Linked DNA regions of Mus musculus: regions 1, 2, 3 and 4 are each linked to region 5. A link is a contact called in public ChIA-PET, HiChIP or PLAC-seq and promoter capture Hi-C data. All regions are on one chromosome and are shown on one strand. Each heading gives the region's core, a stretch centred on a gene start, on an enhancer-like site or on the middle of the called end of the contact. The rest is flanking DNA. Distances are from core to core; before and after follow the strand shown.

Evidence for each region. Promoter capture Hi-C pulls out the DNA fragments that hold promoters and counts their contacts. ChIA-PET counts read pairs in DNA pulled down with a chosen protein or histone mark. HiChIP or PLAC-seq counts read pairs in DNA pulled down with a chosen protein or histone mark. Capture Hi-C pulls out chosen DNA fragments and counts their contacts.
Region 1: a contact with region 5 is called in a promoter capture Hi-C map of liver. The contact joins the promoter of Crybg2 here to the promoter of Selenon in region 5. A contact is called at or near these places in 2 of 39 promoter capture datasets (cranial neural crest and liver).
Region 2: an H3K27ac HiChIP or PLAC-seq map of microglia shows a contact between it and region 5, with 6 times the contacts expected there. The contact joins the promoter of Syf2 here to the promoter of Selenon in region 5. A contact is called at or near these places in 4 of 39 promoter capture datasets (3T3-L1-derived adipocytes, hippocampal neurons, pre-B cells and 1 more), 1 of 15 datasets of contacts at CTCF or cohesin (embryonic stem cells), 4 of 484 Hi-C or Micro-C datasets (adipose-derived mesenchymal stem cells, cortical neurons, embryonic stem cells and 1 more), 13 of 115 datasets of contacts at active chromatin or transcription factors (T-cell acute lymphoblastic leukemia, bone marrow-derived dendritic cells, bone marrow-derived macrophages and 10 more) and 3 of 9 other capture datasets (adipose tissue, embryonic stem cells and pancreatic islet).
Region 3: a contact with region 5 is called in an RNA polymerase II ChIA-PET map of effector CD8 T cells, with 9 read pairs. The contact joins the promoter of Pdik1l here to the promoter of Selenon in region 5. A contact is called at or near these places in 1 of 115 datasets of contacts at active chromatin or transcription factors (effector CD8 T cells) and 1 of 9 other capture datasets (pancreatic islet).
Region 4: a contact with region 5 is called in a promoter capture Hi-C map of adipose tissue. The contact joins the promoter of Maco1 here to the promoter of Selenon in region 5. A contact is called at or near these places in 15 of 39 promoter capture datasets (the 3T3-L1 cell line, 3T3-L1-derived adipocytes, the C10 cell line and 9 more), 2 of 15 datasets of contacts at CTCF or cohesin (embryonic stem cells and pro-B cells), 3 of 484 Hi-C or Micro-C datasets (bone marrow-derived macrophages, brown adipocytes and natural killer cells), 15 of 115 datasets of contacts at active chromatin or transcription factors (the 230-238 cell line, SST interneurons, bone marrow-derived macrophages and 10 more) and 4 of 9 other capture datasets (adipose tissue, embryonic stem cells, macrophages and 1 more).

What each region holds. Positions count from the first base shown.
Region 1 is chr4:134,067,046-134,069,865 of GRCm38.p6, forward strand. It overlaps Crybg2 (crystallin beta-gamma domain containing 2), which reads left to right and starts at 1,407. Exons shown (of 20, transcript NM_001162970.1): 1 at 1,407-1,491.
Region 2 is chr4:134,929,566-134,932,443 of GRCm38.p6, forward strand. Syf2 (SYF2 homolog, RNA splicing factor (S. cerevisiae)) reads left to right here and starts at 1,415. Exons shown (of 7, transcript NM_026780.3): 1 at 1,415-1,453; 2 at 1,615-1,719. The coding sequence starts at 1,430.
Region 3 is chr4:134,285,790-134,288,783 of GRCm38.p6, forward strand. It overlaps Pdik1l (PDLIM1 interacting kinase 1 like), which reads right to left and starts at 1,464. Exons shown (of 3, transcript NM_001163794.1): 1 at 1,372-1,464.
Region 4 is chr4:134,852,054-134,854,978 of GRCm38.p6, forward strand. Maco1 (macoilin 1) reads right to left here and starts at 1,292. Exons shown (of 11, transcript NM_025382.6): 1 at 985-1,292. The coding sequence starts at 1,064.
Region 5 is chr4:134,550,730-134,553,645 of GRCm38.p6, forward strand. Selenon (selenoprotein N) reads right to left here and starts at 1,437. Exons shown (of 12, transcript NM_029100.2): 1 at 1,208-1,437; 2 at 688-805. The coding sequence starts at 1,390.

The sequences.
Region 1 (2,820 bases), core at 157-2,656, 480 kb before region 5:
CCCAAACCCCCTAAGGCTGCACACCTTGCAAAGAGGTCTCTTTGGCCCTGTGCAGAGCACAGGGTAACTTGTGGTTGCTGTGTGGAACATACTATGGATCTAAAAGCACCCTTAACAAAGCCAAAGCAAGGAGGTCCAGGTAGGGGTTGGTGTGCCAGTTCTGTGCCTAGGGAGGAGGACACGGGTGATCCAAACTGGCCCTGAGAGCTGCCAGGGTACCCCAGCATAGGAAGGCAGTCTGTACAAGGACGAGGGGGTGGAAAGTGAGCTGGTTTTAGAAGCAGATGGGAAACAGGCAGGAGGGTGAGGTGGGGGACATGGGGTTCTGGTTGATTGGGGTCTAGGTGAATACAGCCTGGAGTTGGAATGTAGGAGGTCCCTAGAGAGGAAGGAGGTGACTCTCAGGGACACTGTCCTTCTGGACCCACTCTCTGCTGGAGGGTTCTTTAAGCAGGTTTGACTAATGTGGGGAAAAGGGCAGAGTACAGCCGGGTAGCACGCGGGAATGTGTGAGCTCTGCGTGCACCAAGTACAGGTTCCTATTCAAGGGCAGATGGATTGCAAAGCAGAGAGAGCTTGTTTGTTGGCTGTGAGCTGAATGGGTGTGTTCCGGAGATACGTGCATACATGTGCTGTGGTGCCTGTGTGTTCTGTAGTGGAGCGTGTGGCTTGCACGCCTACAGAGCCCCTGTGTGTTTGTGTCTCTTGGTGTGTGACCATGTGTGTGTGTTGCTGTGTGTTCCTGGCTGCGTTTGTCTAGGCGGGTATCTCTGTATTTCTGTGCTGTGTGATGTGGTGGGTCTTCGACTCTGTGAATGCCTGTCTGATGCGCCATGTGTTTGGCAGCATGTGGGCCTGTGGACTGGTTTGGCCTAGTTTGGGGGTGACTCACAGGTAAGCGGGGAGAATCCCAGGACTTGTTGGGTTAGCTGAGATTTTTTTCCCACGCTCCCCCCACACCCCCCTCAGCCTCTCCCTTCCCATACCCACACACCTTGCTTAGAGGTCACAGGTCACCTTGCTAGCAAATCCACTTGTAGACGTGGAGAAGAGAGGGCTCTTGGAACAGGCCCTTGTGTTTGCAGGGGTGGTAGCTAGGTTACTGGGGTGTGTCTCCAGACAAAGGCAAAAGTGGGGAGCTATAGGCAGGCACATTCCAACACACATGAAAAACATCTTAGCCATCTTGACTGTCTAGGGATGGGACATGTGAACTGTCAGGAGGTGACCTCCCTGTCCCTAGAAGTATTCAAGCAGAAGCTATGACCACATGCTTAAGGAATGAATGGCCATCAGGGGGTGTTGTCCCTGGGTTGGGCTGGGCCTAGAATGGCATGGAGCTGATTGCTGGGACGTCATCAATACAACCCTGTGCGGACTGCCTTCCTTCAGTTTCCCCCAAGCTGTTTCCCTGTGGCCTTGCTGAAGCCCATGGGACCTTCCAAACATCTGACTCCTGGGATATCAGCTTCTTAAGAAAGCTAGCCTTGGGTGAGTCTGGCCAGGACTTGGCACTTGGCCCCAAATAATTAGCACTGAATGAATGAATGAGTGAACAAATCGGTTAGAGCTCAAGCTTTGTCGCTTGCCGCCAATGACGAGCGATCTGGGGGGATGAAGACAGGGGACTCTGTGAGGAGGAGGCTACTTATGTGGTGCTGAGTAAGGGACAAAGTGGGGGATCCCAGGGGAGAGAACACAGCTTCAGTGAGGGTGGCAGGGTCGGGCTGTTGTAAGGAGCTGAGTTTGAGCCTAGGGTGTCCATGTGTGTCTGCTCTCAACTGACCCTGGCTAAGGAAGTCTTGGGGGTCATCCAGGACTCCCCATCCTTATTCACAGGCTGTCAGAGGCCCCACAAACTCTATCCCAGACACTGGTAACAACCAGCAGTGGTCCTGGAGTTGAGTCAGACATCTGTGGGCCTCAGGCCCTTTCATCTATGCCCCCTTATAAAACCTGAGTCACTGCTGGGCCACAGGGCAGGTCAAAGTTCTGTTTCTTCCAGTTTCTTAGGAAGGAGGGAGGTAGGGAGTGGGGAGAGAATTAGGGCAGTGGGCCTATGTCTCACTCTGGGTATAGCTGTTGGGGGCTAGGTGAGCAGGGTCTTTGGGGTCCCTAGGTCTGAAAACAGCCTTGCTATGTCATACTTGGAGATATAAGCAAGGATTGCTCCTTAAGGTCTGAAGTGAACCCCAGGGCTGAGAGGTCCCCCAGTTGGTAGAGGGTTTGCCTAGCACCTCTGAAGCCCTAGGTTACATTCCAGAGCTGGGAAAAGGAAGGGTTGGGCATGCCTATCATCTGACCATTCAGAGGAAGTAGAGGCTAGAGAATCAGAGTTCAAGGTCACGGCTAGGGAGTGGACAAAGGTTGTCTGCAGTCAAACCTGACTACTCAGTCTTCTCAACCCACATGGTGGAAGGGGACAACCCACAAGCTGTCCTCACGTGCATCGTGGGACACACACACACACACACGAGTATCCACATACATGTGCACACACATGCACACATGCAGGAATGTGCACACACATACAGGCACACACACTCACCAAATGTAACTTAAGAAAAAAAAACAAGTTCAAGACCCTCTTTGGGAACAGAGAGTTCAAAGCCGCACTGGTCCACATGAGGCCCTGTCTCAAACAAATGAGCAAACCCTGGGGGGAACCCCAGTCAGCCATGCTAGTATATGCATATAATCCCAGCCCTCTGCTTGGGAAGGTGAGAACGAAGACTTGTTTTGAGTTGGAGCCCACAGTGGGCTACATAAATGCTATCAGGCCAGCCAGAGTTACATAGCAAAATGCTATCTCAGAACATC
Region 2 (2,878 bases), core at 165-2,664, 380 kb after region 5:
TTGAGTGTGGGCTGCTCTTGTAAGAGGCACCGAGTTTGGTTCCTGGCACACATTTTATCAACTGCCTGAAACTAGTCCCAGTAGATTCAAAGCCTGGCTGCTACACTGAAATGCACAGACTGGAGAGATGGCTCAGTAGGTAAGAGCACTGGCTGTAGTGGAAAGATGTTTCCATCCCAGAACCCACATGGTGGCTCAGGACCACCATAACTCTAGTCTGACCTCCGTCGGCACCAGGCATGCAGGTGGTGCATATATGGATGCAGGCTAAAACCCCATACATAAAAAAAGAAATAGGCCGGCTGTAACTTCCTCATTTAGAGGTATGTATTGCCTTCCATTTGATTTGTGGGGATTTTGTGTGCTAGTTAGACTCAACTCACCTGCCTCACTTCTTCCAGCCAAGTAACTCACTCATTTCTTTTAATCCAGAGACAGGATTTTTCTTTTCTTTTCCTTCCTTTCTTTCTTCCTTCCTTCCTTCCTTTCTTTTTCTTTCTTTTTTTTGGTTTTTCGAGACAGGGTTTCTCTGTGTAGCCCTGGCTGGCTGCCCTGAAACTCACTTTGTAGACCAGGCTGGCCTCGAACTCAGAAATCCGCCTGCCTCTGCCTCCCAAGTGCTGGGATTAAAGGTGTGTGCCACCACTGCCAGGCGCAAGCCAAGTTTTATTAAGCTTGAGAAGTAGCTTCCTACAGGGGAGGGGGACTCAAAAGAGAATTGCCCACAGTTTACATTTTTTTCTTGCCAGTGCTTAAGCTTTTAGATATCCCATGTCTTATAGCACTGGCTAGCCTAGAAGTCACTGTGTAGCCTTGGCAAGCCTCATACTTGATATTCTCCTGCCTCCACCGGCTGAGACGCTAGGAGAATGCCACCACAGCCGATTTGTACCCAGCTATTTTTACACGTGGGATGGCTTTTTCATTTCTAAAATTAATTAGTCGTCGATTTTGAAAGGTACACGTTTCATATATCCCTGTCTTATTCCCGAATTATCTTAGTGACCTTAGTAGTTGCTCTGGTGCTGGAATGTGAGAGTGAACGATATGGGGCCCGCCCTGCTCTTCTACAGTTAGTAACATCAGCAAATTATCTACTCTATGGAAGGGACTTAATGCGGATTAAATTCAAGAGAGACAAGGTTCTTTAGAGCTGGTGACAGGATACGCAGTCCCCAACCAGGCGTCCCATTCTATGTGGTGACAGGTTCGGAGCACTTCCTCATCCTTGTCGTCCCTCCCGGGCCCCGCCCCCGCCCCGCCCCGTTTGCGCCTGCGCATAGCCATACCACGCGTCAGTCCCTCCCACTAAAAGGAGCGTGAGAGGCCGGAAGAAACTGACGCCATCGGGAAGGCTTGAGTCTGGGCCGCGGGCCAGAGGCCGCCGGAAGTGCTCAGCGTTGTTGACGGAAGTAGAGAGAAGGCTGTAATGGCGGCTGTGACTGAAGTTGTGGTGAGTATCACCGGCTTCGCGTAGGTGTCAGTCCGGGAGACGCCGGGGCTGAGGACATGGGTGGGATCCGGGTGCGGCTCCCGGGGAGACCAGGGTGCCGGGCCCAGGCCTGGGCCGTGGCCCCTGGCAGACGCCGAGCCTGAAGCCGGTTATGATCGCAGGTCCCCGCGGATGGCGCGGAAGCCAGGCCCTTGGCGGCCGAGGAGCTGGCGGCGCAGAAGCGGGAGCAGAGACTACGCAAGTTCCGTGAGCTGCATCTGAAGCGGGTGAGTGGCGGGGCTGCGGGCCAGGCTGGCAGTAGGGCTGGAGGAGCAGGAGGAGGAAGGCGCACCACGCACCAGATCTCCGGACCCGGCGTCCCCGGGACCAGATCTCCGCCCGCCGGTGGGTCTGGACTCGGGTTGAGATCGCTTTGACACACGTCAAAAGCCCCACCCGCCTGCTCCACCCGGCCACACCCACATTACCGGGTGTACCTTAGGTTTTTCCTCTTGTTCCATGATTCTTCGTTTTTCATCTAGGGAAATAATTGGTTAGAAATAGTAATCAGACCTTTCTCACCTTAAAAACAGCGAGCACACACTTTCCCTTTTCTCCGAGTTCAGACTCAAAAAAGTATAACTTATTTCCCATCTCTTGTTTGGATGTCTACTCAAATCGTAAGCATGGCTGGCGAGTCACTCTCAACATTAGCATTCTTTCCCAGAAGCTAGCTCCCTCTCACTTCTTTATGTGACTGCTTGGTCATCTGACCCTTTTTCTGAACCTGCTTGTTTTCTTGGACTATAATTCAAAAGGCATGCTATATCTTCTTACTGTCTCCCTTCTAGCACCTGCCAAGATTTTCAGCCTGCTTGACTTGTTTTTGTCTTGATCTCTTTTTTTTTTAAAGATTTATTTATTTTATGTATGTGAGTACACTGTAGCTGTACAGATGGTTGTGAGCCTTTATGTGGTATTTGGGGATTGAATTTAGGACCTCTGCTTGCTCTGGTCACCCCTGCTCTCTCCGGCCCAAAGATTTATTTATTACAAAAATTACTCTGTAGCTGTCTTCAGACATACTAGAAGACAGTGTGAGATCCCATTACAGGTGGTTGTGAGCCACCATATGGTTGCTGGGATTTGAACTTGGGACCTTTGGAAGAGCAGTCAGTGCTCTTACCTGCTGAGCTATCTCTCCAGCTCCTGTCTTTTTTTTTTGAGACAGGGTTTTTCTCTGTATAGTCCTGGCTGTCCTGGAACTCACTCTGTAGACCAGACCAGGCTGGCCTCAAACTCAGAAATCCTCCTGCCTCTGCCTACTACCAAGTGCTGGGATTAAAGTGCCCAGTCCAGCCCCTGTCTTGAATAAAGTGTTTCTTGGGCTGGCAAGATGACTCAGTGTTAGAGGCCCTTGTACAAGCCTGGCCACCTGAGTTTGAC
Region 3 (2,994 bases), core at 214-2,713, 260 kb before region 5:
AAACCCCTGACTTTGGTTTATGGACCAAAAGTGGTCAAGATCACTTACTTATGTTTTGTTTGCAACAGTGTCTCAGGTAGCTCAGGCTACCCCTGAATTTACTATATAGCAGGGAATGACCCTAATCTCCTGCTTCCACCTTCCAAAAACTAGGGTTATAGACCTGCACCAGCATGCTTAGTTATTTGTTTCTTACAAAATGGGCACAAATAAAGTTTTTGCAGAGCTGTTCCCTCAAAATGAAGTAAGTCAACTACCTTTTTATCGTTGTTTAGCATAGTTATTTAATTCTAGGTCTTTTCTGGCCAAAGGGGGAGCATCCTATACATCACAGGGAATCCTCTGACAAAGTCCTTTGGCGCTGTACCTTGAGAAATCATTTAAAGGCAAGCTGGAGCACAGGCCCCACAGAGAAATGTTCTTTTGAGTGGAGAGTCTGCAGTACGCTCCCTCACTCACTGTCACTGTCTTCGCCGGCCAGGAAGAGTAAGATTGTATTTACATTGCACAACCAGGTAAACAAAGTGACTGCCCCGGGAACCGGAGACTCCCGGAACGACTACTTTAAGTTCATTGGCCAGATTTAAAAGAAAATGACTGTTCCTGAGGTTTGCCCTGAGTTACTTCCTTGTATTGGTCGCCTACCCTTCAATTTCTTCCTGGATTCCCCAATGTCAGGTTTCCTGTCACCGGGCGGGCCATTCTGTCCTGCTCTGTGCTGATTCCCGGTTACTAGGCACTTCCAAGTGACTCTTTTCTCTGCAGCGGTCCCCTGTCCTCTCCCACTTGCCAGAGGTCCCCCCCCCCAAGGAAGAACGCCTTCCTTGCATAAGAAAGGACGGTGTCTATCAAATCCTTGGGGTCCTGGCTGGAGAGACGCCCTGCTGAAGCATCCTTCGAGAACCCGAGCGCCTTACGATGGCACGTCCCGGACCCTCCTGCCTGCCTGCCTGCCATTCTCCCTCCGGGGCTGGGCACCGGCGGCTTGGACATGCACCTGCTGGTGCCGGGGACGGGGACAAGTAAGGCCAGCGGTGCTCGCTCTGTCGCCGAGGCGCGCTCACTGGCCAAGCAGCAAGCTCACTCCGGGCGGCCGTCCCTGGAAACCCCGAGGGACCCTCCCGTGGCCCCTGAGCGGGCCTCGCAGTCGCTTCAACTCCTGGCGGCTGCAGCCTAGGGGACCGGACTCCGGGAGTGGCCCGGGCGGGAACGGAGGCCGCAGTCCCCGGCCGGTGGCCGGCGCAGCACCGGGCCTTCCCGGGGATGACTCCACTGAGAGGTCCGTGACAGGCCTGCTGGGGACAGAGACACATGCAGGGAGACCGGTTCTGACTGCGGGGCATCCGTGGCACGGCGAAGGGCCAGGTTTACCTCAGGGCAGCCGCCGCCGCTTCTCCCTCTCATGAGCTCTGCAGGCCGCCATTATCGCGCAGCTCGCGCCCTCGGCCGCGGCGGCCTCCAGTCAGAAGCCGGCGCGCGCCCCCGTGGTGCGCGGACACACCCCCTCACGCCGGGCCCCGCCCCCTCCGGCTTGCCGTAGCGCGCGTGCGCAAGCCGAGCGCCGCCTGCTGCCGGGCGAGCGCCCGCCTCTCCTCCGCGGGCTCTGGCCATTGCGCTCCGTCGCTGCCCTGGCGCGGCGCACAGCCGAGCGTTTCCAGCGGTGTGCGCGCTGCAGAGCGGACCAATGCTGCCCTGCAGGGGTGGCGGCAGGGGACGGTCGCCCTCAGCCGCAGCGGGGGGCGCGTCCCGGGACCCCAGAGAAGCTGCGGCCGCTGGCCCGAGCCGGCGGTGCTCGTGCCCCGTGGCGGGCTACGCTGCCCGCCCTCTTCAGACCTACCGAGCGGCGGGCTGGAGCGCGCGGTTCGCTGGGGCCGGATGCCCGGTGCATCTTCCTCGCTGGTGGCGGGACTGGGCGGCGGGTCCGTGGGGAGGCGCGGCCAGTGCTGGGAGGCTGGCTGCACCTACGTTCCGAGGCACCGAGCTGTGTTTGCGGGTGGCACAATGGCCCAGGCAGCGACGCGGGCCTGGGTGCGATCATCTGGGAGGATGCTGTCCCCTGCCCCACCGGCGCGGTGGTATCTCCCTTAAAGAAGCCGGAACCTCATTGTTCCCGGCCTTGAGGATCGGGGCGTCCTGCTGGGTGAGAGAGAGGGTGTGGCCTACCTGGCTGCGGCGCGCAGCCTAGCTGGCCTGAACCGGAGTTGGGACCCATTTTAGGCGGGTGTACGGACACAAAACAGGTCTCCTAGGACTGCAGTCCCCCGGAGTTCTTCAAATACGTGCACAAAACCTTTCAAATGCCCCCAGCAGTTGTCAGTCATAACCCTGAGTTGCCCTGAGATCGGGGTGACAGTCACTTGGAAACCAGGACCAACTGGCCGGCCCGTCGTTAGTTACACAGATTGAGTAAGCATCTGCCAGAAACGCCCATTCTTTTCTTTATTATTCTGTACCTACTGCTTGTTAGTAAGGTTGATCCTGCCTTCATTGCCCCCTAAGCATCTCAGTGCCTCCAGGATCATCCTTTGTCATCTGCTTATGAAACTAATATTTGGGGTCTGGGCAACTTTCTATATAATCTGAACCATATTCCAAAAGTAAAGACCTTACTACTGACCCTGCTGCTTTCATAGGCGAGGAAACCAACACCTGCCACATTGACCAAAAGTTGTCTTCCTAGAACACCCACTCGCACCCTAGTGTAACGTCCTCCAGCCCCTCCTAATAAAAGCCCAGCAATCTATTCAGAGTTTGTCCTGAGGGCCATCCTCCTATTGGTGCTCACGTTTTCTGGGAATACTGAGTCAGTCAAGACTTGCTTCCTGCCCTGGAAAGTAGGGGGAAATAGGAAAGCTCAGTAGACGCCGGCTACCAGTGTTAAACAGGATGGACTAGGAAGAGATCTCTTCATGAGAGTAGTCTTTTTGTTTATTGTGGTCATAAAATGTCACGGGATCGTCAAGGGACGTACCTGTTCTAGCTGCTTTCCTGTTG
Region 4 (2,925 bases), core at 42-2,541, 300 kb after region 5:
TACAGCTATGCTACAACTTGGATGTCATCAGCTACCGCCTGTATTTTTCTCCAAGATTCACAGCAAGACCTAAACCGTAAGGCGCCAAGAGGACTCAAGTAAAGCCTTCAACCGCATGCTGAGCACTCTCTGTCGTAAACTAATTACTTCGCCTCGGAAATAGGCATTTCCAGAAAATAACCTCCGCACACAAATTGGGCTTGGGGAAGCTGTGACAGTCACCGAAATGCCCCATGAACCTGTTGTCCTTCTGTCCAGGAGAAGTGGATTCAATTTCTATTTAAAGGGACACCACTTTCCTTCATGAACAGAGGATTTAAAAAAAAAAAAAAAATCCCCAAACCTGAGTTGGGCGAGAATCCCTGCAAAATATCTGCTTGCAATTGTCAGAATGTTTGCTGAGGAACTGAGAAAAGCCGCGGTCTGGAGCGGTGTCACCGGCACGATCTGGGGGTATCAGCCTTGGGCGCTCCGAGCCAAGGTGGGGACCCCGTGAGGCAGCAGAGCGCAGAAGAGTAGCCGGCGTGGCCCCGCCCCGAGCCCGAGGGTCCCGCGCCCCTGGCAGCTCCTAACTTTGGCGGCTCGCTCGCCCGGCCGCACGCGTCCACGAGCCTCGGGCAGCCAACCCCCGAGCCCAGCGTGACCCGGGCTCGGTAGGGGACCGAGCGCACAGCCTGCTGGGGACCCCCGGGCTTCTGGGCTCCGGGCCGCGGGGGTGCCGCCCCTCCCCCCGACACACCACCGCCAACGGCGGCCCCGTGGCTCCCGCCCGCGCCCGCCGCGCCCTCCGCCTGGCCCTCGCCACACCCCGTGGCCCGGGGCGGACCCTCGGCTGGCTGGCTGGCCCGGCGCTCCGCGGGCGGCGCGCCTCAGGAGAGCCCCCGGCGCGGGCATGCGGCCTAGTCGGGGGGTTACATAACGGGGCCGGGCCCCTTCCGAGCGGCGCCCGGGACCCGCTGGCCCACGCCCGGCACCGCCGCTCACCTGCCGTAGATACCCTCGGTGATCCGGTTCCGCTTCAGGGGGCGGCGGAGCTTACTGCAGTCGGCGTTCCGCCGCTTCATCCTCCCGCTGGGGGGCCGGTGCCCGAGCCGCGCCGCCGCCGCCGCCTCTCACCTCAGCCGCCGTCGCCCGCCCGCCCCGCGTCGGGCCTGAATCCTACCCCTGCGGCCGGTCACACAGACATGGAGCCAGCACCGGGGGGGAGGGGGCCAGGAGGGGGGCGCCGAGCCTCCTCCGCCTTCGGAAACAAAGAAATGACAATTCCGGGGCCCGCCCGCCCCGCACCAGCCAGCCGCCCGCCCCGCCTCCTTTGCCGCGACGGACGGCCCGCATAGCCAATCGAAGGCGCCGCCGCGCCGCGCACGGCCAATCCCGGTGCCCGCTGAGGCAACACGGACCCTTAAGCCCGCCTTTTTGAAGGACAGAAGGACACACCAATCAGGATAAGGCCTAGACGCGTGGCCGGGCCTATCAGAAAAGAGTTAAATAGAGGCTTATAAATAGGCCCTATAAATATAACATCCTATATTATGCCTTGTTGCGAAGGTACGCTTCGCGGTTATTGGGCTGCGTCTCGCCGTGGGGAGGCCCACGTCGGCGTACACCGTGTGGCGCGGCGCCGCGGGCTCCCGCCTGGCGTGTGAGAACCGAACGGCGTGGTGCGCTGCGTGTGGGGACCTTGCGCTGACATGTGCTTCAGTCAGCCGCGTCCTTATGTAAGAGGGCGTCCCGGGAGCGCCGCCGCGGCCCCTTCTGCGGGCAGCCGAGCACGCAGCCATACCGGCCGCGTCAGCCGGGCCACGAATGACAAAGCAAACCACACACACATACACACACACTCACACACACCCTGCCAGCTTCCCGCGACGTGGTGACAGCGCGCCGACCAATCGGAGGTGGTGGGGCGGGGCCTGTGCGGGTCCGCCCCTGGTTCGCGTCACCAGAGAGGGGCGGCCCCTCGGGTGCGCGCGACGCCGCGCGGGGCTGCCGGGGGCGTGTGCGGCGGCGTGGCCGGGCTCCACGTCCGCAGGTTTGCGCAGGCTGAGGGTTCCGCGGGCTCCTCCCCGGCCTCAGAGGCTGCGTGAGGCGGTCGTTTGCTCTTTCCGCCCACTAGCTCTGTAGCTTACCGGTGAGGGCGGAACGGCAAAAAGACAAGTGAGATGCTCAGCGGGGAAACGCGTTTGCTGCCAAGTCTGAGGACCGAGTTCGAACCCGGGAATCCACGTGGTGGGCGGATAGAAGGAACTCCTACAAGTTGCCGCCTGACCTCCCACACGCACGCCCACACAAACACAGTTCCTAAATAAGTTTGGTTTTGGTTTTTAAGCGGCAAAGACTACCGGGCGTTGTTGGTGGCGCACCACTTTGATCCCAGCACTGCAGAGGCATGTGGATCGCTGAGCTCGAGGCCAGCTTGGTCTACGAAGTGAAGACCGCCAAGGCTGTAACATGTACCAACAATTTATATAAACAAACAAATAATAAATAAATAAATAAATAAATAAATAGCAAAACCGGGGAAGTGTGGGAAAGTAGCCATAGGAAGCAAATCACTGGTGGCTCCTGACTACTGGCAGAAGCATTTTAGTGTATGTCTTACACAATTTTCTTGCTTAGTTGTTATTATTTCTATAAAATAGAATCGAGCACATAGTAGACATTTGGTTTCATATCAGAGTCTTCGTTTTACGTGTTGTTACAACCTTTTATAAAGATTTCTTTAAGAGGTTGCAGAATGCCCTAGCAAGTGGCATTGCCACCTCACCCCCTCAGTAACTAGAGTCCCCAGTCATCTAGCACACTTTTACTTTTTTATATGTCCAGTAACTCGATGCCATCTTGATTTGCCCTGGGACCACAGGCACCTCTCCTGGCCAGTGGTCACCCATCTTAGTCAACATCACTCCAAAGCTCTTAAGTTCC
Region 5 (2,916 bases), core at 187-2,686:
AGTTCCAGGCTAAGGAGAGACTCTGCCTCAAACAAACAGTGGAAGGCACCTGGGCACTGACCCTCGAGGCTGTCCTCTGTCATAGGCACACCGTACATGAGCACAGAGCTCACAAGTGCACTGACACACAGCCTGGACGGGAGGGACAAGCACTTTATAATTCATTCATTCGAGACTCCGATTATCCTCCTCCCATTTATCGTAAGGAAATCCGCACCTGGGCAGCACTGGCTGGCGACTAGGAATTATACAACCTAGGCTTTAGAGCAGTGCCAGCAGCTGTGACTCCTTCCTGTTTGTGACTGTCTGCATATTGGCCATTGCACACACAGTCTCTGAAATCCTTAACCCTGTGAGTCAGGTCAGGTCTAACCTGGCTCTGTCGTCTTCTAGCCTGGCAAGAGGGTCAATCTGCCTGCATCTTCATCGCTTCAAATACAGCTTAGCCTGACAGCAGCCACGGCCCCAGGCGTGGGACAGGTGTAAAGGCTGCATCCTCTTTCAAGGCTTCAATTTGAGGATGTGGCCTGGCAGGTGGCCGGAGGAATGCTACTGTCACCATTGAAATGGGATTGGGTGCTACGGCAACTCAGGTACCCACCAGCCCGAAAGTGGTGAGGGGGTGTGGGCTCGGGGCCCGGGCCCAATTCCTTTTAGGTTTCCCTGAGTGCCCAGCCTCTCTGGTACCTGTCAGTTTCTCCGCAATGGGTTTGAATTCCTCCGGACTGATGTACATATCCTGGTCAGTGTCCAGCGAGGAAAAGAGAAAGAGGCCATCTGTCCCCAGGACCTTTAATGCCGATTCCTGCTGGGAAGGAAGGAGCTGAGCTAAGCATCACCATGGGCCCCAAACTCTCCATCCCAGTCCCTGAAGCAGGGAGCTGCTTCCTGCTACAGTGGCTCCTGCCATTCTTTTCCAGAGTCCCCTCCACACTTGCCAGCCCATTTGCTCAAATGTCACTTCCCAACAGTCCCAGAGTTCCTTGTCCCCTTTTCAGTCGCGTCTGGTCCCAGCTTCACTCCACGTCTTCATCCATTGTCTACTCCGAGTTCCCTCCCTCCTCTCCCAAAGGCCCGGTCCTACTTTTTACCCTGTCCTGGCCATTGTCCCCTCCGGCCTCCCCACTTCCCCCCTTCCCTGGTGCGGGGTAGAGCTTTGCTCTGCGCCTCTTTCTGCAGCCACTGTCCCCCTCCTGTCCCCTCCGACCTGCCGCGCGGCCGCCTGGGCGTCGGCGAGGAGCGCGCAGGCCCGGGCAGCGGCGACAGCGGCGGCGGCCGCCAGCAGGGCTCCGAGCAGCGCCAGGGCGCGGGCGCGGCGGCGTGGAGGCGCGGGCTGAGCGCCGGGGTCCGGGCTGTGCGGGCGGCGCGCTGCGGGCCTGGCCTGGCCCATGGCGGCGGCTCCGGGGATCCCGGCGGCTGCAGGGAAGGGGATCGCACGGCGCGGGGCGGGCGGCGCGGGGCGGGGCGGAGCTGGGAGGGAGGGCGTCAGCAGGGTGGACTGCCGGCCCATCACTGCCGGGGAAAGAGGGAGGTCCCGAGGGCACAGCGCCTGCTCAGCCGGTCCATAGGCCCTCTACCTCGCCGCTTCCAAAATAAATAAAATAATAAATAAATAAATAAATTCTTTTAGACATCCTTTCACTCTGTAGCTCAGGCAAGCCTGAAACTCGCTGTGTTGTCCAAGCTGACCCTGAACTTGTGATGCTCCTCCTGTCTTCTGAGCCTCCAAGTATAATCACCCTCATCCCTGCGCACACACACAGGCTATGATCACCCTCATCCCTGCACACACAGGCTATGATCACCCTCATCCCTGCACACACAGGCTCTTTCCCTTTCTCCCTCCCTTCCATCCAAAGTTCAGTTAGTTCTGCAAAATGTGTGTGCCATAGTGAAAGAGTGCTGTTGAAATTATGATCTAAAATATGGTTAGGACTCAAAAGAACTCCTGGGAACTGGGGAGAGGACACAGCGGGTTGTTGCAGAAGCTGATCCCTAGCACCCGTGCTAAAAAGCCAGATGTGCCCACACATTATTTAATAGGAAGGTTGAGCAGAAAAACCCTTGGGACTTGTTGGCCAGTTAGTCTAGCCAAACAGGTGAGAGACCCTGTCTCAAAAAATAAGTTGGAGAGTGATAGAGGAAGAGACCTGACATTGGCATAATACGCATACACACACACATAGTACACACATACATACACACACATAGACTCACACACGTACACATATATACATACATACATGAATATGCACATAGACTCAAACACACACATATACACATACATACATACATACATGAATATGGACACAGACTCAAACACACACATATACACATACATACATACATTCATACATACAAACATACATATACACACATAGACTCACATATACATACACACATATACACACATAGACTCATACACATACATATACACACGTACACACATACATACACACATATACATACATACATACATGAATATATACACAGACTCACCCACACATATATACACACATACACATATACACACATACACAACACACATACTCTCACACACATATACACACATATATACATATACACATATACACATACACATATACACACATATACACATACCCACATAGACTCACGTACATACACACATACATATGCACACACATAGACTCACATACATACACACATAATATGCACACACATAGACTCACATACATACACACACATGTATACAATACATACATACATACATATACATACACACATATATATATATACATACACACATATACACTCACATGCATATACATACATACACACACACACACACACACATGAATCCACTTTATAATACCAGAACAGAACATGACTGAGCAGGTTTTAGCCACACATAAAAATGGTGGCCTCCAATGATGG